7 separate regions of the Mus musculus genome follow, and regions 1, 2, 3, 4, 6 and 7 are each linked to region 5. The links are chromatin contacts, called in public HiCAR-type and promoter capture Hi-C maps. All regions are on one chromosome and are shown on one strand. The core of a region is the stretch at or near the end of the contact, and the rest is flanking DNA. Distances in the headings are between cores, read along the strand shown. Region 1 holds the start of Sec61a1 (Sec61 alpha 1 subunit (S. cerevisiae)). Region 2 holds the start of Mcm2 (minichromosome maintenance complex component 2). Region 3 holds the start of Wbp1 (WW domain binding protein 1). Region 4 holds the start of Dok1 (docking protein 1). Region 5 holds the start of Dusp11 (dual specificity phosphatase 11 (RNA/RNP complex 1-interacting)). Region 6 holds the start of Mthfd2 (methylenetetrahydrofolate dehydrogenase (NAD+ dependent), methenyltetrahydrofolate cyclohydrolase). Region 7 holds the start of Abtb1 (ankyrin repeat and BTB (POZ) domain containing 1).

Region 1 (3,421 bases), core at 655-3,154, 2.6 Mb after region 5:
AACACCATTCCACAGGAATCAGAGGCAAGCAGTGGAGTGAATGTGTACACGGACTATCTACTGTGCTGATGATGGACACCAGACACAGGGCCTCATGCCTGCCGCTAGCCACTTTCCCAGCCCAGGTAATGAAACTGTTAGAAAACAAAAAGGATACACATTTTTCAAGACTACTTTAAATGAGCAAGCCTCGTCTCCTGGTCAATTTAAAAGCAAAACATCCAAAGCTTTTCATCTAAGTCCTAAATCATCTGCCTCTGAAGCAGCTGCAAACTCACACTCATTCAGTACCATGATTTGCCCCCTTTCCTGCACGGCTCCCAAGTCACACTCCAGGCCCCTCCCCTACTGCCAAGGCCACTTATCTGCCCACCTGACTCACCGGAACCTTTACATTTACAACCTACCTACCATCCACAGGCACTATATTATATATTTCCCATCTCCCTTGTTCTGCCAGGCCAAGGTCACAGGTCTATGAAGAAAGAATGTAAAGCGTGGGACTTGGGTTTCTTGGCCCTCGAGCCAGAATCTCTGCACTGAGGTGGAACAGATAAAGTTCTGAACATCATCCTGGCAAAGGCAGCAAGGGTACTGCAAGGCATTTGCATAGAACTATGGAAAGTAAAAACTAAATTAGAAGCACAAAGTATCCATGTGAATGCCAACTACAAATGCCAGATGTGAATATATGACAGTCTGAAAAAAAAAAAAAAACCCAAAATACCAAAAAAAACAAAACAAAACAAAAAAAACCCCAAAACCAAAACCAAAAAAAACACCAAAAACCAAACCAGGAACACAAAGTAGATTTACTGTTTTCTGAGCCCATGGGCCTGGACTTTCCTTCACCGGGCACTCTCACACTAGGAACATTTATTCTTGGGCCGAAGCTGCCTGCCACAGAAATTCTGATTAAGATTCACATTAAGCATTAAGGTGCTACAGTTCTCTCCTTCCTTGTTTTAGAGCACCTGCTGTCAATGGCAGCAGACTTCACTAGTGCATGTAAACTCGATGCTGGGGCAGCATACATTCAAATAAAAACCACAAACACGTTCATATCGATTACACGACTCGATTTTTCCTTTGGAAACCAGATACCGAAGTCACCTCCCACACGAAACAAACACCCCATCATCTGCTCCTGCTGGAGGTGAAGAACGGAGGGTAACTCAATCTGGGATCCTAACTGAGGTCTTAATCAATCACTGCTCAGACCCACTTTCGGACTAGGCAAACCTGAGGCTTTGTTAACCACTATCCACTAAAGATGCTCCTAACGAGACAAGGTGTTGGGAGAATTCCCACACAACCGGGTCACCTTTCAACGGCTCCCGTGAGTATCCCAGCACACACAGCTACACTCCAGAGGGGCAGTTTTCACTCGGTGTGCTGAGGCCATTTTTAATTGTACTGTAAACTCCCAGCGCCCAATTTTGCAAGTCTTCTTTGACCACCATCTGGGGACTTACCTTTCTCTCTGGCTTCTGAATTTCCGGCAAGATGACACAGAATGGCTTGATGACTTCCAGAAATTTGACTTTGATGGAAGAAACAGAAAGAGAAGGAGTTAGGTACGGAGTAACTTGAGGGCACCTGAGGGAGCCCGGCACGATGAGAGCCGGGCGTGGGCGTGCGGGGACCCAGAAGGCTCGGTCTAGGGGCGCGGGAACGAGTCCCCCAGGCAGGCCGCGTTCCGCCAGGATCGGGAAGCACGGCGGGCGAGCGCCCAAACGGGGAAAGGCGACGCATCCTGGCTGCGCCGGGGTGGCCCCCAGGAAACTCACTCGCCATGGCGGCGGCTGATCCGACTACACGCCCGGCCCCGACTGCGCTCCACTTCGAGTGAGGAGGCGCTGCTAGCTCCGGAGCGCGCTTCCTCGACCGAGAGACACGTCAGTGATAGCCCGGCGGCGAGCGGCGCGGCGAGGCGGGGCCGGGGATGGGCCACCGGCCGCTTCCGCTTCCTGCCACGCGCGCCCGCCGCGCCGCCTGCGCCAAGACCACAACTCCCGGCATGCAGCAGGAGCAGAGAGGCTGTCGGGAAGACGACTGTCGGGCCACACCGGAACTGGGCGTGTGCAGCTGCGCAGACTCTCCCGGAAGTGAGGGCCAAATCAGCCCTTGTTACTAGTGGACGCTTCGTGGTGGTGTTGGCCCTACGAAGCAGGCGATTCGGCTTTCCGTGTCGGTGGCCCTCAGTACCAGTGATAGCATGTCGCGACCCAGTAGGCCTCAGCTGCTGCTCGTCACGCACGACAGAGCAGCAGTGTGCTGAATCCTACCCTGCATGGCTTACCCTACCCTACAATACCCTCCTGGGTGCTGTAGGCTGCCTCCAAGGATGTCTGAGCTCATGCATTTGAGGACGTTCGGCAAAGGCCGGGTCTGGCGGCTCTGGGTGGGCTTTGGCGCAGCGCATTCCAAGAAGGCCTTTGGAACTGGAGAGTTAGGAGAGATGAAGAAACCGAGCCAAGCCTTGCAGCCCCATATCTTCAGGGAAAAGAATACATCTGGGCTGGAGGAAAGGGTGTGCGAAGGGGACTGGGCAAGGTGGGGCAACATGAAACTTACTCTTTAGTGGGATCTCTGATCTCAGTGCTGTGTGCTGTCTGAAATCGACTTCTTGCTGTGCACCCTGAGTGCTGAGTTTCATGCAGCCAAGTCCTGACTTCAACGGAGAGGTTTGCTGTGGCCACGTCCTTAGAAACATTCTAGACAGCCAGCCCCATGTCATTGATAGGACATTTATATTTAATTTGGCATTAAGTTGCATGTGCGTACACAAATATAGATGGGTTTAGGGGAAAGCACTAAGTCAATATACTTAGCACAATGTGAGGTTTTTGTTTTCGATTCTTTAAGCTAGGTCTCTAGGTAGCCCTCGATACCACTATGTAGACTAGGCTGGCTTCAGATTCACAGAGATCCCACCTGACTGCTCTGAGTGCTGGGACTAGCCGTGCATGTGCCACCACAGCAGGCCACAATGTGAGGTTTTTGAAACAGAGGTGCAGTGTTTTTGCATGTACACATTTTAAAGATTTAATTATTAAATATTAGAGACAGATGCCTAAAGAGACAATAAAATCTAAATGAAGTTTTGATTAAGTATTTCTTTGAGATTTATTTTTATTGTTTCTGTGCTCACGTAAGTATGATAACAGGTGCCCTTTGAAGGTAGAAGAGGGAGCCACCTGTCATGGGTATTGAGAACTGAACTCAGGTCCTCTGGAAGAAAAGCAAGCGATCTTAACCGCTGAGCCATCTCTCTGAACCCCTGACAATGGTATTTTAAAATGCAATAAACATGAATTGTCTTAGTCTTCAGGACAATGAAGAAGTTAAAATAGTAATGGATTCCAGACCTCCACTTGGTTTGATACTCACAAAATCTGTATTTTACAAAACGAAGTTC
Region 2 (3,696 bases), core at 591-3,090, 2.9 Mb after region 5:
CTGAACACTTGTGACCCAGAGCCTGATGCAGGCTGGGTGCAAGTTTGCTGACTGAACCATCTTTCCGAGTTGGTGCCACCCTTCAGGGCTCTTCAGATCAGACTCTATGGGTCCCCTTCTCCTAAGCGGGGGCTTGCCTGGGCTTTAGGGTCTAGTCTGAGGTGTATACAGTGAGCTAAATGCATCTTCCCAGTGGGTGATGAACCTCCACATCCCAACCAAGCCATATACAAAGGCAAAGTCACCAGGTTGGCTCATACACTCATGGGTCCCCAAGGCCAGGCCACCAGACACGGGGGGGGGGGGGGGGGGGGGTCCTTCTGCTAAGCCACCTAACCACAGCCTACCTCTCCATGCCATCACCAATGAGTTCCTCTCCATCCTCTTCTTCCTCCATGGGCCCCTCTGTGCCCAGCAGCCCCTCAGACTCATCTTCAAATGGGGGGAGGTCTCTGCCAGGGCTGGAGGTCAGGGCGTCAGCACGTCTGGAGCTGCGGCCTGGGCTGGAGGTGAGGGGATCACTGATCCGGCGCCGCTGACGGGCAGGGCTAGATGCTGAGAGAGACTCAGAAGACTCCTGTAGGAGAAAAAGTCTGCCATCAGACACTGGAGGGACACAGGCTGACAGCCTCCTGGTTACCATGGGGCCTTCCCACAGTCTGTCTCCTGTACACTAGGCATTGTTCTCAGGGACATATTAGTCCCTCAGATCTGTCCATGTCTGTCTTATGAAAAACCTCGGGGGCTATGTAGTTTTTTTTAAAAACCTGTTTATAATCTATTTTCACACCCCACTTAGCCCAAACCCCACAATATGCTGGGTGCTGAAACAAGAGGTGAAGATAAAAGAGGCATCAAGGAACACTATTCTAGAAGTGAATGGTGGAAAGAACAGATCTTTAACCTTTAATGAAAACGCTAACAGTAAGAGTAGGGAAGCCGAGCCAGGCAGTGGTGGTGCACGCCTTTAATCCCAGCACTTGGGAGGCAGAGGCAGGTAGATTTCCGAGTTCGAGGCCAGCCTGGTCTACAAAGTGAGTTCCAGGATAGCCAGGGCTATACAGAGAAACCCTGTCTCGAAAAAACCAAAAAAAAAAAAAAAACCAAAAAACCAAAAAACCAAAAAACCAAAAAAAAAAAAAAAAAAAAAAACAAAACAGAGTAGGAAAGCCGGGCCTGATGTCACAGGCATGAAATCCAAAATACCTAGAGGCTGAAGCCTGATGATCGCCAAGTTCAAGGCTAACCCGCACTACAGAGCGAGTTCAACCCCAGCCTGGGTTACTTAGTGGGACCCTTTCTACTTTCTTTCTTTTTGAGGAAGGGTTTCTCTGTGCAGTTTGGCTGCCCTGGAACTCACTCTGTAAAACTCAAAGACCCGCTTGCCTGTAACCCCCTAGTGCTGGGATTAAAGGCATACGCCTCCCCGGCCCAGCTATGAGACTCTCAAGAGAGAAGGGATGCACGCAGCTACGTGGTAGCCGGCTTTCCCTACATGCGCGGGGCTCTGGGTTCCATTTCCTGCAGCCTCACCACCATAAGTGCGTGTAAACCCGGGGCCTAGAGACACATGAGGAGAGCAGAGACGACCCGTCCCAGACTGGTGCAGGTAGCCCCGCACTCAAGCCTGCCACTAGAGGAAGATACCGGCCAAGCTAGCCGAGATCGCTGAATACCGCCCGCCCGGGATCAGCCCATTCCTCACCGCCATGTCTGCGCTAGCTCCACCGCACCAGCTGCCACCGGTTTTCGCGCGAAAACTAGACCACGTGACCCGCCCATGCCCGGGAAGCGCCGGGAGGACTCAGACGTCACTACGTCCTCGTCAATCTAGAGCGGAAGGAGGGCTAGAATGTTTGGGCACGCCCACACCAGAAAGCCCCGCCCCGCTCCCCGCCCACAGCTTTCAAAAGGCTGAGCCCTCGCCTCCTGCACACCTAGGCTTAACCCTTCAGCGTTTACCACGCTAAGGCAAGGAAGCGGGACTTTGGGTCACTAGTGGCTCTGAGGACCAATCCGGCCTTCTAGAGTGTGACCTAGGTATCTAAGTGTCGGTATGGCCACTTGTTGCAACTGAGACTGTTTCCTGATTTCTTTTTTTTTTTTTTTTTTGGTTTTTCGAGGCTGGGGTTTCTCTGTGTAGCCCTAGCTGTCCTGGAACTCACTCTGTAGACCAGGCTGGCCTCGAACTCAGAAATCTGCCTGCCTCAGCCTCCCAAGTGCTGGGATTAAGGGCGTGGGCCACCACTGCCCAGCTTGTTTTCTGATTTCTTCCTGATTTGGCATCAACCTCTCCCAAAGCACTGAGGTTCAATCCTTCAAGCACCCAGGCTGCTGTGGGCTTTTATCAAAGTGGGAATCAATTGTACTTGGCTGCAGTTGGCAAAGGTATGGGGAGGATGTTCCAGGTGAAAAGGGCCTGGTGCGTGATGCAGTACAGCGAAGGCTGGGAGTATATAGGGATTACCACTCCCTTGGTTCAAAGCTTGTAATGCCCAGGAAAGGTGGGAGAGTTCAGACTGCAGATTAGCAGTCTGTCTAGGAGTTGGAGCTCTGTCCTGACATGAGGTCACCTGAGGGATCTGTTAAATCGAGGTGTAGGATGAATCAGTAGCTACCACCTGACGAGGTGGGCAGAGACAGGCTGAGTGCTTCCAGTGAGAGGCCTGCTACTGTTCCTACAGTCTTAGGCATCTGGTTCTCAGCTACTGGGCAGGATGTGACTTCTGCTGTATGCACAGCATCAATAATCCCACACAGAACCTAGTGTAGGGCAGAGAGGAAATCAGGAAGGACGCTCAGAAAGGGGGATCTGCAGGCTTTATAGTACAAGAGATACCCCAAGGTGCTAAAGGGTATCTTAGGGAGATGGGCTAGTATGACCTCTGAGACAGGAATCCACACCCTCTTGTCTGCTGGATGCCACTGTGGTACCCAGAGCTGCTATCGATGCAGGAAGGTACTGCATCTATATGCCAGAGACTCAAAAATAAATAAATAAAAAATAGAAAGCATATTATGCCACCATAATAGGATATGTTCTTTGAAAAGCTGACTGTGTCCACCATAAGCCCCTAGGCCCCTACAAGTTCCAATGATATGACAAGCACCCAATTCTTAAAAAAAAAAAAAACAAAAAACAACTTATCTTCCTCCTTTATAGAATCTCTCATTACTGGTCTGCCATTCCATGCTTACCCATCCTTACTAGCAGGGTGTCATGGACAAGATAAACCAGAGCCACATTCTGTGAAGAGTCCAAGTAGCCTGGGCCTTGCTAGACCTGGTGACAACGGAGAGGGGTAGAGTCACCACAGGCCTGGAAGGACCCTGCAGGTGGGTAATCCCTTTACTGTAATGGGATAGAAAGAGGTGTGGTTTGTAATTTTGAAAGATCAGAACAGCGAGTGAGATTGACATAGGGAGGGTCCCAGTGTCCCAAACATGCTTTAGGTTCCCAAGATGGGCACAGCTGTCCATACCCTGCACTGGTGCAAGCCAGGAACACTACCTGACCGATCCCCATTCATGTGACTTCCTGGATGCCACACTGTCCTGTATGCAGAGGCCACAGTGATGGAGGAGCAACTGCCTCTGCTGCCAGAGGGAAAGAGGCATTCGATGACCTCCATCACTCAGCAAATGCCGTAAAAATCTCCCAGACATCACACATGGAGCCCCGAATTCCAGAGGGTC
Region 3 (3,747 bases), core at 611-3,110, 2.8 Mb before region 5:
GGGTGCATTCACTGGAAGTAGTCCAAGGGTAGCCTGGGCCCACAGTGTAAGGAGGTGGCGGTGTGCCTGGGTGGTGAACCACATCCTCGTAGGCTGGGGGTTTGAAGGCGCTGAGGAGGCCTGCAGGAGAGAGAACAGCATGGATGACTGAAGGACCTGAGCTACAAGAGTGCTCTGAAATGTCTGCCAGTGGAAGTGTGGGGTGGTTGAGGGTCCTGGCTTGGAAGGGGCTACTGGTTCTGCATCCAAGAGCTTCAGGTCACTCACGAAGGTCAAGCAGTGAACCGGTTGGAACAGGGCCAGCCCCGTGGCATGCCCCATGGTAAGCCAACAAGTTGATTTCACGCTGCCGCTGTTGCTGTTGCAGCCTGAGTTTAGCCCTTCGGTGGCGGAAGGCACAACAGCAGCTAAAGAGGATGAGGACAGTCCAAAGCAGCCAGAACCCTGCAGGAGGCAAAGAGGGCACAACTCAGACCACCACCCCAGACTCCAGCCCTAAGCAGAGAAGGGTCTTTGGTAGCTGAGTTCAGAAATCCAAGGGAGGATGGGCATGGAACCTGAGATGGATCCCTTTGAAGACTCACACCAGAGTTCATAGTAGTAGGTGCAGCAGCCAGTCTCCCCACAGCAATGACCAGTCTCACAGAGGTAGGGCTGGGTATTCACTCCTGGGCACAGCTCTCGAAGCTGGAGGCAAGGAGGCACTAAGAACCAGGGGCTTCTACCCAAGGCCCTGTCCACCCCCACCTCCTGCACGCACATACAGTCCCACCCACGAGCCGACCTAGCTTGGAAGGATGGCATGGGATGCTAAAAGGAGGGTCTATATGTAGGGCTATCAGTATGGAAGATTTAAAATGCCAGAAACTAGTGAGAAAGTAAAGTGTAAATACAGAGAAAGTGATATCAGTTCTTTAAACCCAATACTTTTCTCACAGAAGCCTGGCCCCAAGGGTGGTTTTTTGTAGGCTAATGTTTTAAAAGAAACAAAACATAGTGTGACAATGGGTAGGAATTTAAGGCCATTTCCAAAGCTAAAAAGCTTTCAACATCTCCCACCCCAAAGGTCTGCCTCCCACACCCCCAAGATGGTTTTTTTTTTCCACCCCTGGGTCTCAAGCTCCCTGGGGTAGAGGAGGCACAGTGTGAGACCCAGAGCAGTGCTCCCAACCAGATGGGATTGCTGTGGATGATAAAGGATGGTATCCAGGGCGCGAGTCTGGGTTCCAGCTCGTCTCCAAATTGCTCCCTCAAGAGAAGATGCTGCCGGACTCTGCTGTGACAATAGGCACAGAGAAAAACATCACAAATAACTGCTGCAAGACAGAGGGAACCTCCCTGGGGGTTTCACTACGCCTCTGGTAACTGGAGAGCCACTGCAGGCTTGCATTGCAACCATGAGATGGGGTCTAAGAGGGTGCAGGTAAAGTCAACTGCATCTACGTAATAAGTCTAGACAAAGAGTAGAATGGTCATGTTCAGGAACTTCAGAGTACCTTTGGCTCCATGAGCTCCTCCCCCACCCCGGACAGGAAGTGACAGGAAAGGGGAAAGAGAAATAAATGGCTGTAGTGAGATAAGCTTTTAGAGCTGCTGGGATACCTGCTGTTGCGGCGCCTGAAGTGACCCCCAGGCCTCTTCGCTGCTGTTCCTGCTGCTGGCCCGAGCCATGCCTCCACCTACAGACCCCTGAAGACCACAGCCTCCTCCACCGCCAGCTGCCCCGCCCCTGCCACCTCTGCCGCCACTTCCATGGTCCCTGCCCGGCCCATCGCCACCGGTGCCACCATCACTCCGCGGCCGGAGCTCCCGGCCGGGGAGAGCACCTCCAGAGGACACAGTTGCTCAGTCCAGCCAATCAGAATCGCTAACTAACAGATCAGCCAATAGGAACCGGTCACAGGTTTCTCCTTTTGCCCAATCCGCAGCGGCGCCTGTGCCGCTCTCCCAGACAACAAGAACTCACACAGACAAAGACAGGGGAAAGGCTCGACCAAATGCCTGACTGACAGCAACAATAGCCAGTACGGACAACAGAACAAGCTTTGACTTATCGGCCAATGAACGGCCGTTCAGCACAAAAATTTTCGCCGATTGGCTGAATGACTTTACACACTCAGGTTCAGACTCCGCCGGCTTCCCACTCCAGCAATTCGATACAAGCTGAGGCACTGTACGAAATTTAATAGGGTGGGGGAGACAGCAGGAATGTGGCGTGGGAGAGGTCTTAGGTGGCCAGGAGTGGGGACCCCGGGCCCTCGGGCCCTCCCAGCCGTAGCTGCAGGTTGATGCGGTAGCACTGTAGGCTGCAAAGGGCCTGGCCGGTGCGGGAGCAGGCATAACGACGCGGGTGGGGGCAGCCGGGGACAGAGCATCGTGGAGCGGGGCCCGATGGGGCAGGCCGCTGTGCCACCGCCGTGGGTGTGGGAACGCCGGGAGGAAAAGACAAGGTGGAGCCCTGTGCCCCGCTGCAGTAGCGCACCATGGGTGCAGGGGCCGGGGCAGCAGCCCGTCCTCCGCGCCGCTCGCCCCGCGCCGCCCCGCGCCCTCCACGCCCGCTAGGAGCGGCCGTCTTGGTGAGGCGCTCAATTGTCTGATTTTTGTGCTCCTCGGCCCTCCTCGCCGCCTGCAGCCGCCGCTTCCGTGCACGCTCCTCACGCTTCAGCAGCATCTCTTCGGTGAGGGCAGGGGCAGGGCAGCCCCCACCCACTGGCAGAGGCAGAGTCGGGGACGGCTGGCTCCGCGCCTTCTGGAGGAGGGCTCGCTGGGGAAAGAGACAGAGGATGTCTGAGAACCAAATGGCGAGGTTTTTGGGGTCACCCACCCCTATTTTCGTTTGTTTTTGTTTCGAGGCGGTCTCACTATATAACTTTGGCTGCCCTGTAAGTCACTATGTAGACCAGGCCAGCCTGGAGCTCACACTCTTGCCTCTGTTCCCTAGGTGCTGGGATCAAATGCTTGTGCCACTGTCCCCATCTTTAGGGACCCTTAATACCACACTTCTCTTCCCAGGGTTCCTGCCTCTCACTCAGGTCCAAAGGAGGAAACAAAAGTATGGTACCCTGCCTGCCCCTTGTGTAGGTTTTTGTTGTTGCTGTTATTTTAAATAGTATCTCAGGAAAAAACATCAACTTGGATTTGGCTCAAACCAAAAAGAATTACCCTGGATTCCTTTTTTCTCCCACTAAGTAGCTACTTCCGTCATACATCCAGGCTTCAGTGCAGGTTTCTCTATTCCTTTTACTACTTTCTTCTGGACTCGGGCCATCACCAGCTCTCCCAGTTTCCACACCCCATACCCCTCTCCCAGTTTATTGATTGATTGTGTCAGGCTATCTATATGTATTTTTAGATGCCTCGGAATTTGTAACCATCCTCCTGTCTCTCAAGCTCTGGGGCACAGGTCTGCGCCACGACAGCCTACACTTCAGCAGCTTCCTAAGGAAATTCCTTACCCCTACTAAGCTTCACAGCACATAATTGCCAAAGTAATTAAGCCAGCTATGTCACTTGTCAGTATATATCCCCCTGGGTGACCTGGCCACACTCTCCTTCTGGGTCTCTGTGCCCCTGGGCTCTATGTCAGCTGGCCTCTCTGTCTGAGAAGCTCCCCTGGTACTGGAAATGTCATCTCTTCAAAGGCATTCTAGACTGGAAAGACTACTCAGCGGCGAGGAGCACCGGCCCTTGGGGAGGACTCTCATTCAGTTCCCTGCACCTACATGGCAGCTCTCAACTGTCTGTAAA
Region 4 (3,711 bases), core at 465-2,964, 2.9 Mb before region 5:
AATATACAGAGTCCTGAGAAGGGCCTGGAGGAATTCGCAAGGAGTCTAAAGGCTCCGCATATAGGGCTGGAGGGCTGCCCAGGGGGTCCTGGGGAACAGGAGGGGGAACTGTCTTCCCCTCTGTCTCCCCATCATGGGAGTCAGTTCTGAGGATATCCTGTGCCTGGCCCACCTTTCCTTGGGCTTTCTGCTGCTGGATGGCAGCCTCAACTGCCTGAAAGATGTCATTTCCCTGAGAAGTCTGGAAGGTGAAGGTCCCAGGGCCTGAGGGGCAGCGGCGACCAGCTTCAAAGGAGAACATTACCTGAGGGGGTGGGGGAAACACGTTAGGCGTGTCATAAAAAATGAGTCACAGGCCTGACCAAGTTACTGTATCTGCACAGAAGAGACCACCTGAGAATGGAATTGTCACCTACAGCTACTCAACCTGGTAGCCCTCCCTGACGGGTCATCCTCCCAGACAGCCCCATGCACCTTGTCCCGGCCATAGCGACGCAACAGAGTGTAGGGCCAGAAAAGGAGCGGCTCCAGGATTTGACTCTGCGCACCCAAAGTCAGGAGAGTCAGCTTCTCAGCTTCCACCCTCAGTATGTAGGAGCCTTGCAAGCCGCAGCGTTCAGAAGCCTCGGTCTTCTGCGAGGTTACCCAGAACTGGGATCCTGGAAGAACACATACGAAGGAGAAGGAGCGCTGGGGCAAGTTAGGGACTCGGTTGACTCCAATCACTAGCTCCCCAAGGGCACCTCTTCAACCCACTCCATTCCTGCCAGACATCTACCTTCCCAGGTGGGGCTGTACAGCGAATTCTCCAGCATCTCCAAGGCAGAAAACTTAGGTTGGTTCTCCGTCTGCGCCAAAGCCCAGCCGCCTTTCTGCAGAAAAGGGAACATGGAAGAATTATATATAATTCTCTTGGGTCTAGGGTAGGTGCAAGAAGTCCAGTGCCTCTATAATAGCTCCATCCTCGCAGTGTCCCTTAAGCCCAGAGATGCCCACCCCCAGTCACTCACCGGAAAGGCGGTTCTGCATAAAGTCTGCACCCAGGCGGTGCTGGATACGGCGTCCGCCGCCAGCAGGTGCGAGCGCTGTGCGGTGTCCAGGCGGAAGGCAACAGCGCCGGGCTCAGGGGGACTCTCCACAGTCACCGGCACCACGCTCACACATTCAGCCAGGCGTATCATCTTGCAGTCTAGACGGCGAGAGCCGCCTCGACCCCCTCTAGAGCTCGACCCCTTGTGATCAAAGAATTCCAGCCGCGCCACGCCGTGAGGACTGGCTGGGTAAAGCACAGCCCAAGTTTTCCTCCACCTCTGGGAAAGAACGAAAGACTCGAGAGTGCGCGGTGGTAGCACGCGCCCCACAAGGAAGAAGAGACCCATGAAGGCCGATCTGAGTCTGGGGCTTCCCAGGCTGAGCTACTTTCCCAAAGATAATGGCATCCCAAGACCGCACCAAGGAGGGCACAGCCCGAGACTTTTAAGGGAACGTCTTGGGGATCTACAATTGCCCGCGCGCCGTTCCGACCTTCTTCCGGCCCCTTCCCTCTTTCTGGATTCTTTCACCCACTTCTAGTCCAGAGGGGTTTCGCCATCCCCCACGCCACAAACAAACTACCTTGGTCCCGAAGCGCTGACTCTGCAGAAAAAGCGGACCCTCCATCACAGCCCCGTCCATGGCCCAGGCGATTCCTTCCGCGCTTCCTGGCCCGGAGGGCTGGGGGCGGGGCGGGGCGGGGCGAGGCTGCAGGGTGCCGGAGGCGTGCCCGCCCCTCCCCGGCCCCTGCGGCGGTGATGGGGGAGCGGAGGGCTTGGAGGAAAACGAGCCATCAGGAAGAACTCAGGGAGAGCTCACTAAAGCCTTTATCTTTAGTGGTGCACACAGTGGCACCACTCAGGGAAGCGGTGATCACCAACCAGGGGCCCTAGTGCCTGGGGGGTGGAAGCTGAGAGTGACGACATATGTTTAACGTGACATCAGAGTGAAGGCCGTGACATCACCTGCAGGCACCTCGGGGGCGCCATAATGACCAAGGGAGCCATCGGGACAATAGTTTTCTTTGTGGGACCTTTTCTCATGGCCCAGCCCGGGAATTGGACTGGACTGTTGTTGATACTCTGTCTAGTTGGGGATGTGGAGGAACGGCTACGGGCTGGAAAGCTTCCCGTTGCCACAGGGGCCGTCCTGCTGTCCCGAAACCGTTTGCAAGTCAAGCACCCTGAATACGGCTGCCGGGCCTCCAACCTGCGGGAAAAGAAAGCTTCATTGAGCCGGGAGGAGTGGGAGGGGGTGGCGTGGCTGCAGCCAGCTCCACAGGGGAGGGGAAGATCTAGAGGAGGGAACTGGCCTGGCCGGAATGGAGGGAGAAAGCGGAATGTGGGAGGGCTCTAGGGGACGTGGGAGGGACCAACGAAGAGGGGAGAGGAAGGGGGGGTCCAGTCTCCCCTGGCCGAACACTTTTTTTCTGAGAAGTCCTGAAAGTAATCTCCAGGACCAGGACTCTGCTTCCAGCCTCTGGAGTTGTGCCTAGTCGAAGGTAGGGGAGTTACTGCTGGCCAGCGGGAAGAGGAGTTGGGGATGGAGAGGATGGTGGACCAGGAGAAACGCTGATTTGGGATGGAGTCGGGAAAGCCAACCAACTGACAGTTTTATTATTGGTCAAGGAGCGAAACAGAAGAGTGGAAAGCTGAGCAAACTGTTGGGGATGGAGGCTTCAGGGTGCAATTTGCAGGCCCTACGCTGAACACCAGGGCTTCGGAGCCAAATGCCCCCAGAACAAAGCTGTCTTGTCTGAGTTGGGGGAAGCAATGGAGGGCCCCCCTTACTGTGGAGGACTGTTTTCAGCCTCGGATAGAGAAGGCCTGAGCTGGGGAGCTAGCCCTAGCTTCTGGTTGCCCAGTGACAGAAAAAGAGGTGTTCCAGGGAGCTTGGATAACTCCATACCAAACCCTGCCCAGCTTGAAGCCTAGGTCTCCTGGAGTCCCTGACCCTGCAGCATATTTGCCAGCCCATGTGCTAGGGAGGGTGGCAGAAGGTTCTCCTACTCCGGTTAGCCTCGGCCCTTCCTGCATGGGCATCTGCCCCCATAGGAAACTGAAGAGTCTTCTCATTCATAGTGCTGAGATTTCCAGGGCTGGGCTCCCAGGCTCCCCTTGCCTGTGATGCCATCTGTCTGTCTAACTGCATGGGTCTTGCTGTCATTTCTCCTGTGCCTGCACCTTGGCTTTTATTCCCTCTCCTCATGGTTTTTGCCTCTCTGTGTCATTCCCCATTACTCTGTGCTTTGGTTTTTTTGGTTTGATTAAAACCATCTATCCATATTCAATGTGTCTCTCACCCCGTGCCTTTCTGTTTTTTCCCCTTCGTTCCCACAGTCTCCCTTCCTGTCACATCCTGTCTGGGTCGTCCTCTCTGTGTCTCTTCCCAATATCTCTGTTTACCCAACCCATCCGTAGACTCTCCATCTCTAACCCATACCCACCCCATGGATGAAAGTAAATAGAGATGATGGTGTTGGTGGTAATGATGGCCAAACCAGGGAAGGTTATGGTGGGACACTAACCACAAGTTATAAGTTTTATTATTTGCAAAGGGAAAGGAGAGTCTCCCTCGCCCCCAATCTAGGTCTCTAGGGCTGTGCCTGTTTTCTTTGTGTTCCTACCCTCATTCAGTGTGTGTGTCTCTCCTTCTCTGTCCCTTAGTGCCCCCCTCCTT
Region 5 (3,602 bases), core at 740-3,239:
CTGTGTGGAATCTAGTTTTAAATATATAATGTACATACATATAATATACATATATATAATATATACATACATACATATATATATATATATATATATATATATATATATATACACACACACATATTTGAGACATGAAAACTGTGGTGAATTATTTAGGGGGAGGAAAGAAACTAGCAAAATGTGGGCAGGAGAAAGGGGAAGGTGTATGTGTGTGGGTGAACATGGGCAAAGTAGAATGCCATACATATAGAAAATATCATCATGAAACTCATACTTTTTATGGTAACTAAAACTATTAACCAGCAAGGAGTAATGAATGCCTACACACTGGCTGACAGACCTCAAATTCAATACTTTCACTGCATATTGTTTTTAGTTTCCACACCAGTGAATCAACTCAATATGTAGAAATCTCCCAGTTCTTACAACCCGAAATTCAGTTCAATCAGAAGTCAGTGTGGAGAGTCACAGCTGAGTTGGTCTATGGCCATGAATTACAAATAAGTCCGGTTCATTCACATCCCTGGAGTAGAGAGTGAGCACAGAGTGGTGACAGACTGGAGACATAGTGGGCCCCAGAGCAATGGAACCTAGTGTGACAGACCATGACAAGAAGTTGGCTTCTTATTCTTTTTTTTTGTTTTTATTTTTCAAGACAGGGTTTCTCTGTGTAGCCCTGGCTGTCCTGGAACTGCCCCGAAGGTTTTTATTCTTAAAGTCAAGCTTTATCTTACATCTATGAGCTGTCTCACAATTACTACTTGATATTTATCTTGCTTTATCTCCACAAATAAGCAATAGCTAAAATTATTTTTAATTTTTAGTTAACAATTTTATATCCAATAGATAATTTAATAATGAAATAAGCTACATTAAAATATCAATAAACAATTTATTTATAACTTACTTATACTTTACTTAGTAATTAATAGTTAAATAGTTAACTATAGAAGGTATGTTAAAAATGGATTGTCCAGTGGACAGACAGCTGTCTTCTGCAAGCTGTCAGGCAAGTTCTACACTGGGATGATGTTGGAGGTTAGCTGACAGGATCTAAAGATATCCACTCTGGGAAGGGAGAGAGGCCATCACGTCCATCCTGAATTTTAGATAGTGCTCATTTGTAGACATAAAAAAGAAGTGCTTACTGAAGTCCGGGAAGTCGGGGCAGAGCATTCTGTCGATCCTGAGTTTTAGGTATTGTTTATTTGTGGAGATTAAAAAAAAAAAAAAAGGATTTGATGAATTCTAGGAAGGGGAGAGGCCGGTCTAGCCACGTTTTTTGTGGAGATGAAATCGGAGAGGGGAAGCAAACAGCCGCAAGTAAAGGGTTCATTGCACCAGTGAGCAAAATCCTAAAACTAGCCCTTGGCCCAGGCAGGGTTAACTCCCTCAAAGGACACCTCCGCTTTCCGAATCCTGAAAGCAAGAGAACCCCTCGAGCCGGTACCGAGTGAAGGGTGTCGACAGCTCGGGCCGGATCCTGGCACAGCGCCTACACAAGCAGAAGCCTGTGGCTTCGGAGATCAAGGGACGCCTCAATACAGGCAGCCGCGCCCCACCGCGCACTTCCGCCCAGGCCCGAGCTCCACAGAGTCCTGTCGGGACAGACCCAAGACCCCAGAATGCGGGGTGGGGAGGTGTGGTGGGGTTCGGCGCGGAGGACCCTGGGAGGCGGCGGGGCGCGAGGCCAGGGAACACTCGGAGACTCGAGGCCACCGAGGCAGCCGGAACGCCAAGCCCGGAACCAAAGCGCTTACCTTTCGGGGATGTGGTTTCTGCCCTTCTTCTTGGGTGGGGCACAGGCAGCAAAGTCCCGGCCCCGTCCACGACCATGTCGGCCATAATGCTGGTTCATGTGGGCGCAGAGATGCCGCCCACCCAACGCCAGGCGTGCCAGAGCGGCCAAAGTGGCGACTTCAGGGAGGCCAGAAGAGGCCGCGGGATCCAGAGGCGCCCGCAAAGGAACGCGACGCGTCGACGTCTCGCTAGGGCGCATGCGCCTTGCCCCGCCGTGCTGACGACACACGTCGCACTGAAAGTAGGGTTTGTCAGCCTGCCTTCGGTTTCGACTGTGCTGCACTTAGCTGGAGGCCGGTTTTGTAGCTATGTGAATAATTGCTAGCGCTGTAAGACCCCCGATGCTGGGCCTCTGCTCAAGTCCTGGGATGAACTGGCCAACACCCCAACATCTCGAGAGAAAAGATGCACCTGATGCAAACTGCAAGAGGTTTTATTATCAGCTAGCTGAGGAGAAGTCCCTCTGTCGTGCAGGGCAGAGGAGTTCAACCCCGAGCGGTGACATTAGGGGACTTTTAACAGCTAGCTGAGGAGGTAGGAGGAGTTGGGAGGAGAGTTGGGAGGAGTTGGGAGGAGAAGTGGGAGGAGTTGGGAAGAGCTCTTCTGGGCGTCCTTGGTGAAATTTACAAGGCAGGAGTGGGGAGTGAGTTCTTTCTGAATTTTTATCTCCGTGTCCTCGGCACAGGAAGGCAGGCATCTCTGGTTGTACAGTATAGAAACAAAAAGGCTTTTTGCTGGCTATAGAGAACAAAGAGCTTCTTTCTAGCTGTATTTTTAAAGATCAGGGAAAACAAGCTTGGGGAACATCCAGGGGCTTTACCTTCCAGGGAGAAACGCTCTAAGTTGGGGTCTCATAGCGCCACCCGAACTGCTCCAAATGAGGAACAGACAATCCAGCCCCAACCCTCTGATCCCTGCATTCTTCGTGAACGTTGTCAATTGTTTACATTTTGTATATACATGATATTTGCTTTCACACGGGTGTATCTTTTTTTTCCGCCAAAAAGAAATAAATCAAAAGTTTTATACAACATATTTCTCCTTATTTGATATATTTAACATATTTCTCCATCCATATATGTGTGTATAGTGTCACAGGCAGGGAAACATACATATTCTTCCTAATTTTGAATGACACAGGACACTTATTATAACCAACATAATTAAAAATACCAACTTTTTTTTTTCTTTTTCGAGACAGGGTTTCTCCGTGTAGCCCTGAATGTCCTGGAACTCACTCTGTAGACCAGGCTGGCCTCGGACTCAGAAATCTGCCTGCCTCTGCCTCCCAAGTGCTGGGATTAAAGGCATGCACCACCATGGCCCGGTCCAACTTTTTTTTTTAAGATTTATTTATTTATTATATGTAAGTACACTGTAGCTGTCTTCAGACACACCAGAAGAGGGTATCCGATCTTATTACAGATGGTTGTGAGCCACCATGTAGAAATGAAATTGCTGGGATTTGAACTCACAACCTTCAGAAGAGCAGTCGATGCTCTTAACTGCTGAGCCTTCTCTCCAACCCCCCCCCCAACTTTTTTTTTTTTTTTAAACCATTCCAATATTGAAATTCCTCTACCTGTTTGGAGTTTTTTTGTTTTAAGGTAAGTTCTCATTATGTAATGCTCTGTGATCTGGAACTTGCTTTGTAGAGTAACCTACCCTTGAAATCACAGAGATCGGCCTGCTCCTTTTTCAGCTCTAGAATTAAGGGTATGGGCCACCTTAACCTGATTGGAGTTTTTGTTTGGTTTGGTTTGTGTTTCTGATCTACTATTACAGAAAACACTGTGGTGTGA
Region 6 (3,496 bases), core at 396-2,895, 2.6 Mb before region 5:
AATAGATATTTTGCCATCCCCTTTCCATAAATTAATCTTGGTTCTTCGGCTTACCATAAAAACCCTGCTGAATGCAGCAAAGATGGATGATAGTAAGAAACAAGCTGTAAGTGTAAACAGCTGCCACCAAGTCCATTTACTCTCCCGCCCACCGTCTCCCAGGCAACAGTACTCTTCCCTCCAGCCCCGGAGTTTATGTTCCTGAAACCCTGGGTCGGCAAGGCAGGCACTGCAATTATCAAATGTGCAGGACGGCGAACACAGATCGACTTCAGAGATACGAAGCCCACACTTCTCAGAAAAGCATGCAAGAGTAAACCCGGAGAAGGAGCAAAGTGGTCCAGTTTTTTTGGGTAATGAATTACAGGATCTTTTCAGTTAGCAAAGTCTCTGACACGTGTGGTCCACAGACATATGGAGCCAGAACTCAGGAAGAGGAAAGGAAGAACAGGGAAATAAAAGGTGGAATTCAATGTGGGAGGTCAGGATCTGATCTTGGAAAACCCTTTCAAGTCCTGCAAAACCTCAGGATCCAGTGCACCAACATGCAAGGCTCCAGAAATATTTTTATTGCCTTCCACCTAGTATTCACAACCCCTCTAGGACTCTTCTTCCTAGGCACAGAAATTGGAGTTTGAGGCCAAGAAAGACCCAATAAATCAATTATCCCCCGAAAGAAGTGCATAAAACTTTTCTGCCTTCCTCATTAGTTTGGTTTTTTTCTTTTCCCAGTCAACTTACTTTGGGGGCTGAGAGGCCTTCATATATTTCAACTTTTAAAATTATGAAAAAATATGTATACGATTTTTACCATTGTGACTTTTTTAAAATTAGGCTGGTCTCTAACTCACTCTATAGACCAAGTTGGCTTTGAACCGCAGTAATCCTCCTGCCTCACAAGCAATCTCACCGCGCCCGGCTCTGGCAATTTTAAAGCGTACGGTTTATGTGGTATTAAACACTCACAGAATGGTGTGACCACCACAGTGGTCCACGTGCAGATCGGAAGCTCCAACACCCTAGCTCCCTCTAAAACAATGCACCCTACTCCCAGCAGCCCCCAGCAACTTCTGGGGCATGTATCATTTTAGGTTGCCAAGGCTAGAACTGGTGGGCTCCAGAGTGGACTGCGAAGGGCCACCATCAAGCTGGGGCATCTTGCGAACCACACCCACCCGGGAGGAGGGAAGTTGGTACCCTTGGAGCAAGCCGGCTCACAGATTTCATCAGACTGCAGCAACCCGGGCTGCCGCTAGGGTCCGGGAAGGGCAGACCTCTCCGCACCCATCTCTGCAGTGGCAGAACAGTGTCCCCTGCCAAGCGTCCGCATCTCCACGTGCACCCCGGTGCCACGTTGCCCCGCCACACCTCTCCGTTGGGGGCTGGCCCCGAGGCCGGGTGATGCTTGGGAAGGATATCTGTCCACGCCGCGCTCCGCAACCCCACGGACTCGCTCCCCGACACACTCACCGCACTGCCGCCAGGTGGAAGGGCTGTAGGCGGGGGTGGCAGCCGTGCGTGGGGCGCAACAACCGCACAGCCAACGCAGACAACAAGGAAACTGAAGCCATGGCTCGCGCCGGTGCCCGCGCCGGAGAGAAGCGCGCGCGCGGGCCACGAAGCTATACCCCGGGCCCACGAAAGCCCCGCCTCCCGCGCGCCCATTGGCCCCTGAGCCGGCGTAGGAGCCAATAGGAGATCTCAGTTCTACGTAAGCTGGTCCAGGAGCAGGTCCTGATTGGCTGAAGGAGTCAAGCCCCTGACTGAGGAGAGGCAGCAGTGGTCCCTCAGCTAGGCCAACTGAATCTGGGGTTCATTCATTCATTCATCAAACAAAAATCTGAACCAGCTACTGTGTGCTGAGAACCCCTGAAAGGCACTAAAAAAAAATTTTTTTTTAAAAGGAGAAATCATCATTTGGCAAAATCATACTAAAAATTGATCTGGAATCACCCAAGGATGTCAAAACAGCAGGGTGAAACCTGAAAAAGGAGCAAGATATTTACTTGTAGTTTTGCCATATAGAGGCCAGTAAGATGACTCAACAGTTAAGATTACTTACCGCTCTTACAAATTGCCCAAGTTCGATTCTGATCCTTCTAGTGACTCAAAACCTCTTGTAACTCCCGCTCCTCCTACAACACCAGCTCTGGAGGATCAGACACTTCTGGCCTCTAAGGGCACCCCCAGGCACACGTCATACACACACACACACACACACACACACACACACACACACACACACACACGCATGCACACAGACACTTTCTGGCCTCCAAAGCCCCCCCCCCCCCACCATGGACACATGCAATGTACATATAAATTAAAACGAAGCTTTTATAAAAAGTTAACCAGGAGCTTTTACATGTACCTTTGTGTGTGTGTGTGTGTGTGTGTGTGTGTGTGTGTGTGTATACATATATATATATATTCATGTGTATACGTATACTGAAAAGAACAGCAGGTTCTCTTAATTGCTGAGTCTTCTCTCTAGCCCTCTACTCTTAAAAAAAATCAAGTTAACATTACCATTCATGGGACAAACATTTTGTGGCCTTGCTATGAGGCATTTACCAAAATATTTCACTTGATAATTCTAAACAAATCTGAAATTTTAATGTAGTGACTTTCTTAAACCAGGAGGACTCCACTAGTGGTTAGTCTTCCATGGATTTAGAGTCACCTCCTGGGAGACAGCACTTCTGGGTGTGTCTGTGAGAGGTGCAACTAAAGAGGAAATGTCCACCCATCCCATGGACTGGGGACTGAGGATCAGTAAAATGGAGGAAAGGAGGAAGCCTGCCTGTGCTCCCCCCTCTCTGTTTCCCAGTGCAGAGATGTGAGCCAGCAGCCTCAGTCTCCTGCTGCCACAGCTGGGAGCTGCTCTTTGTCCCCCACAATGGGTTGTGTATCCCCAAACCGCCCATAGTACAACTGTGTCTTCCCTTAGGTTCCCTTGTCAGGTAAGGGTCAGGTAATTTGGTTTTGTGTACATTTATGCATATATATATATATATATTATGTATATATATTCATTCATGTGTATATGTATGTGCACACGTATGGAGGTAAAAGGTCAACATGGGGTTGACCTTCCTCAATCACTCACCACCTAATTTTTTGCGTGTGTATGTGTATGAGTGTGGTACATCCACAGGAGCACATGGAGGCCACAATAGGCCATCAGGTACCCTACTCTGCTTATTCTCTTGACACAGGGTATGTCACTGAATCTGAAGCTAGGCAGATCAACCTCCAGTGACCCTCCTGTCTCTGCCTCCAGCGCTTAAGGACTATAGGCACAGGTACAACCATATTTTTTATGTGGGTGTTGGGGATTTGAACTCAGATCCTCATGCTTGTGCGGCTGGAACTTCATTACTCACTGAGTCATCTCTCCAGTCCCTAGGTTTCTCTTCTTTCCTTCCTTCATTTCTTCTTTCCTTGCAGTACTGAGGATAAAACCCAGAGCTCCTCACAGGTCATTCTAGACAAG
Region 7 (3,556 bases), core at 927-3,426, 2.9 Mb after region 5:
TCACAGCGGGCTCCTACAAAGCAATGCTCATCAGTCAGAGTCAAGGGAACACCTAGTCTGGGGAGATCTCTGGCCTCCCCAGCTCCCCAGAGGCCCTTCCTTGCCACAGAGGCCCAGGCAACCCTTCGGTCCTTGGGAAGGCCAAGGCATACAATCTGTGCACTTAGATGTAGGCATACTCATGAATACACATGTAAATATTGGACTATATGCAGTTAAGGCCAGACTGAGGGGCTGGCCCTGTAAATAGCCATCTTGGTGACTAGCAGATCCCTGCCCCAACTGAACCTAGTGGAGCCCATGCATAGTTTATTATATGACAGCCGGCATTATTACAAAACAGAACCAAGGGTGACTATGGCAGTGGCAGCCACATGGGGAGAACTGTGAAGTGAGGTGGCTAAGCACAGGGACTTGAAAGAAGCGGGAGATGCATAGATCTAGGAAGGAACTCCAGTCTAAGCAGGAAGTACTGCAACTGAGAAGACCCTGAGGTAGGAGATGGGTAGGTCTAGTGGGGCAGCCAGCAGGTGGGAGACCCAAGGAAGGCAAAGTGAGAGGAGGTCAGAGTGGGTCTCACAATGTAGCCCTGACTAGCTTTGAACTTAAGATAATCCCTGTCTCGACTTTTCTCTCTCCCAATAATTTAATTGCAGGTGTGGGCAACCATGCCCACGTGCTTTTATCCCAAACACTCCCATCAGCTTTGCTGTGGAAAGATCCTCCTGCCTGCAAATATGGAGATCAGAGAGTCAGTTTAGCAGACCAATGGTGGTACAGTACAGGAGACAGCCCCAGAACTGGCCTGGGTGTCAAGGGTAACGTGAGAAAGTGGATAGAGGGTTAGAGAGTACTATGTGTTGACTTTAGGGAGTTAACAAGAAATCAAGGGTGCATACAAACATGGAGCAAGGTCTCAGAGCTTACAGGCAGACCCTGACCCTCTCTCACCATTAGCCAACAGGTAGCGCACCAACTCCTCATGCCCACAGAGGCAGGCATAGTACCTAGGAAAGGGGGAAGCTGTCAGTAGGGTAGGCCCACCCTGCCCACCCAGCTACCCCACCGCTCACACTCACAAAGGGGTGCTGTCCCACTTATCCCGCACGTTCACCTCCACGTCTCGCTGCTCCAGCAGGTACCTGGGCAGGAAGTTCAAAGCCTGGGTCAGAATTGCTTCTCATCTGGGAGAGAGACAACCAGGAAGGGGAAGGAGGCCACATCTCTCTGGGCTAGGGAATGCCTCTGAGAAGGGTAAGGCCTGGGACTACACAGGTCTGCAAGGGTCTGCAACTGTGAGTTGGGTGATGGCTTCATGGACAGAGGCCAAGCCCCAGGTTCAGAAGGCTGAGAATTTGGTCTTTTAATATCTGGGAGAGAGAAGGTGATGGGGCCCCTAATTCAGCCTGGGGAGCCAATGGCAGGGAAGTCAGAAGAAAGCTGATGCAGGCACTGGGGGCGGGGAAGGAGGGGAACAGAACAGATCTATGGAAGAAGTGGAAAAAACAATTGATAAAATGTTGAGGAGAAGAGGTCATGAACCAGAAAGCGATCACTGGGACATGGCAGCCCAAGGAGGCTATCTGAGGCAAGACCTGAACTCTCAGAGCTGCATTCAAATTGAGGGACGGATCATTAACTCTGAGGTGGCATCTGGTGTCGGAGAGAGCTGCAGCTTGGTCACATCTGTTGAGGACCAGGGGACTTGGAAGGAAGGGCCATGGGAGAAAGGAGTCTATCAAAGAAAAGGGTCAGGATCCTTCTCTTCCCTGCCTGCCCACGGAGATCACGGTCTCGGCGCCAGGCTGGTAACTGGCTGCACCAGCGGCGCCTGCGCCTCTTGGAACCTCCACGGAGAGGAGTCGTTTCCCTGCACCGAGCTAAGTAAGGGACCTAGAGCCCGATCTCCCTGACTCGGTCAGCTTCGGGAGCCCCACGGCGCCCAACCCCACACCCGTGCCCGATAAGCCCTGCGGACGCCTGCCCGCCTCCTGCACTTCAGGTTCTCACCGCACACGGCCCACGTCCCCTTTCCTGCAGCTGGCAAACAAGTCGCTGGTATCCATGGCGAAAGAGACTGGACCCCCGGCCGAGTGATCTCGGGAGTCGTCTGTGCCCGGCCGGATGTAAACACTCACCGCCCCGCCCCTCGCGGCACGGCCTAGCTATGCCCGCCTGCGACTCCGCAGCGGCGCCTGCCGCCCGGAGGACCGTCCGGCCCGAACCCCGCCCTCGCATCCAGAAGGCCGCTCCCCAAGGCCGCACCCAGTAACCTTAACCACGCCCACTTAGCCTCTGGGGACTTCTAGCCTTCACCCCGCCCACCCGTCTAGAGGACAACTCAATTCCCCCAGGTTCCGCCCACTCGCCCGAAGAATAGCTCACTACCAAGACCCCGCCTCCTCAGAAGAGCTTCACCGGAAGAGCAGTTCGCTGCAGGCCCCGCCCACATTTCTTGGGATCCGTTCTGAAAACAGCACCTCCCACAGGCTTGGAACGCTTGTCAGTCCTGAGTCTAGCTCGGTTCAGGTCCCGCACATCAGGCCGAGGCCTCGCCCACCAGGACTTTTCCCAGCCTACTTCAGGCTCAGCCCACCCGGCCTGGTTCCACCCAGATGACCTTATACTCCCTACCCTCCGCCCACATATCCCTAACCACGCCCACAAACTCCATGAAATTCCCAGCCCACCCGTCCTTGGCCACGCCCAGCCAGCCTCCCTTGCCCCACCTACTCCTCCAGGCCCATCCCACCCACTCCCCGGAGTGCAGCCCTCGGAAGGCAAAAAACAGGCGTGGAGGCGGAGCGGCCCGCGCGTCTTAGCGGCTTTAATGGAGTCCTGGCGCGGGGAGCGCGCTGGCCTCGGGCAAGCGCTCGGGGCCGGGCAGGGCGGGGTGGGAGCTGCGCCGCGGTCGCCTGCTGCGGTGGGGAAGCATAGTGGTCCGCGTGGAGGACCGGGAGGGGCGCGGGGCCGTGGCGTCGGGCAGTCTCGCGCCCGTGGCCCGGCGCTCACAGGTGAGTGTCCTCCTCGAACACGTCCGAGTCCTCAGGGTCGCGTTTGCTGCCCATGAGCGCGCTCCAGCTGCTCGGGCCGTTGATGGCCCCACCGTTCAGGCTGGGCTGCTTCTCCTGCATCTCCGACTGGCTGTCGCTGGCCACGTCCAGCGTGGGATTGTCGTGGCAGCCGTTCTCCACGAAGCGCAGCTCCTCACCGTGCGACTGCAGCAGCAGGAGAGAGCGCTAGGCGCGCACAGTGGTTGGCCACGCCAAGCCCCCAGGGTACTACTCCCTTGGGGCCCAGGATACAAGTGCCTGCAACTCAAACCTAAACCTCTGCAGGTAAACCCTGTGACCCCCTTGGTGTCACTTGATCCCTTCCAACAGCGCATTATACATGAGACAGCCCACTCAAAGCATACGAGATAGGGCAGAATGTGCAGGGCCTGCCCCCTTTCTCTTGTGCAGGTTGCAGGAGCCTTTGGCTTCTAGGACTGAGGGGAGCAGCTGCTCTCAAGCCTTGCAGAATGGGGCACTGGGGTTAGGAAGAGCTGGAGGAG

What was found. Promoter capture Hi-C pulls out the DNA fragments that hold promoters and counts their contacts. HiCAR-type assays count read pairs that join an accessible place to other places.
Region 1: a promoter capture Hi-C map of liver shows a contact between it and region 5, with 5 times the contacts expected there. The contact joins the promoter of Sec61a1 here to the promoter of Dusp11 in region 5. A contact is called at or near these places in 2 of 39 promoter capture datasets (liver and pre-B cells) and 1 of 9 other capture datasets (adipose tissue).
Region 2: a contact with region 5 is called in a promoter capture Hi-C map of pre-B cells, with 8 times the contacts expected there. The contact joins the promoter of Mcm2 here to the promoter of Dusp11 in region 5. A contact is called at or near these places in 1 of 39 promoter capture datasets (pre-B cells) and 1 of 484 Hi-C or Micro-C datasets (CD8 T cells).
Region 3: a contact with region 5 is called in a promoter capture Hi-C map of pre-B cells, with 6 times the contacts expected there. The contact joins the promoter of Wbp1 here to the promoter of Dusp11 in region 5. A contact is called at or near these places in 3 of 39 promoter capture datasets (hippocampal neurons, neutrophils and pre-B cells) and 1 of 9 other capture datasets (adipose tissue).
Region 4: a promoter capture Hi-C map of pre-B cells shows a contact between it and region 5, with 6 times the contacts expected there. The contact joins the promoter of Dok1 here to the promoter of Dusp11 in region 5.
Region 6: a HiCAR-type map of astrocytes shows a contact between it and region 5, with 7 times the contacts expected there. The contact joins the promoter of Mthfd2 here to the promoter of Dusp11 in region 5. A contact is called at or near these places in 1 of 39 promoter capture datasets (pre-B cells) and 1 of 115 datasets of contacts at active chromatin or transcription factors (astrocytes).
Region 7: a promoter capture Hi-C map of liver shows a contact between it and region 5, with 5 times the contacts expected there. The contact joins the promoter of Abtb1 here to the promoter of Dusp11 in region 5. A contact is called at or near these places in 1 of 39 promoter capture datasets (liver), 1 of 484 Hi-C or Micro-C datasets (CD4 T cells) and 1 of 9 other capture datasets (liver).

What each region holds. Positions count from the first base shown.
Region 1 is chr6:88,516,896-88,520,316 of GRCm38.p6, forward strand. It overlaps Sec61a1 (Sec61 alpha 1 subunit (S. cerevisiae)), which reads right to left and starts at 1,905. Exons shown (of 12, transcript NM_016906.4): 1 at 1,791-1,905; 2 at 1,476-1,543. The coding sequence starts at 1,797.
Region 2 is chr6:88,896,940-88,900,635 of GRCm38.p6, forward strand. It overlaps Mcm2 (minichromosome maintenance complex component 2), which reads right to left and starts at 1,841. Exons shown (of 16, transcript NM_008564.2): 1 at 1,706-1,841; 2 at 348-577. The coding sequence starts at 1,711.
Region 3 is chr6:83,119,601-83,123,347 of GRCm38.p6, forward strand. It overlaps Wbp1 (WW domain binding protein 1), which reads right to left and starts at 1,861. Exons shown (of 5, transcript NM_016757.2): 1 at 1,603-1,861; 2 at 1,172-1,276; 3 at 585-687; 4 at 268-444; 5 at 1-120. The coding sequence starts at 1,671. It overlaps Ino80b (INO80 complex subunit B), which reads right to left. Exons shown (of 5, transcript NM_023547.2): 5 at 2,165-2,764. The coding sequence ends at 2,228.
Region 4 is chr6:83,031,757-83,035,467 of GRCm38.p6, forward strand. It overlaps Dok1 (docking protein 1), which reads right to left and starts at 1,715. Exons shown (of 5, transcript NM_010070.4): 1 at 1,615-1,715; 2 at 1,011-1,310; 3 at 779-872; 4 at 475-659; 5 at 1-304. The coding sequence starts at 1,674. Loxl3 (lysyl oxidase-like 3) reads left to right here and starts at 2,449. Exons shown (of 14, transcript NM_013586.5): 1 at 2,449-2,533; 2 at 3,699-3,711.
Region 5 is chr6:85,959,678-85,963,279 of GRCm38.p6, forward strand. It overlaps Dusp11 (dual specificity phosphatase 11 (RNA/RNP complex 1-interacting)), which reads right to left and starts at 1,990. Exons shown (of 9, transcript NM_028099.4): 1 at 1,761-1,990. The coding sequence starts at 1,858.
Region 6 is chr6:83,315,959-83,319,454 of GRCm38.p6, forward strand. It overlaps Mthfd2 (methylenetetrahydrofolate dehydrogenase (NAD+ dependent), methenyltetrahydrofolate cyclohydrolase), which reads right to left and starts at 1,646. Exons shown (of 8, transcript NM_008638.2): 1 at 1,471-1,646. The coding sequence starts at 1,571.
Region 7 is chr6:88,839,759-88,843,314 of GRCm38.p6, forward strand. Abtb1 (ankyrin repeat and BTB (POZ) domain containing 1) reads right to left here and starts at 2,177. Exons shown (of 12, transcript NM_030251.3): 1 at 2,011-2,177; 2 at 1,080-1,142; 3 at 952-1,007; 4 at 1-13. The coding sequence starts at 2,066. It overlaps Podxl2 (podocalyxin-like 2), which reads right to left. Exons shown (of 8, transcript NM_001347327.2): 8 at 2,799-3,218. The coding sequence ends at 3,009. Gm15612 (predicted gene 15612) reads left to right here and starts at 3,096. Exons shown (of 3, transcript NR_045880.1): 1 at 3,096-3,338.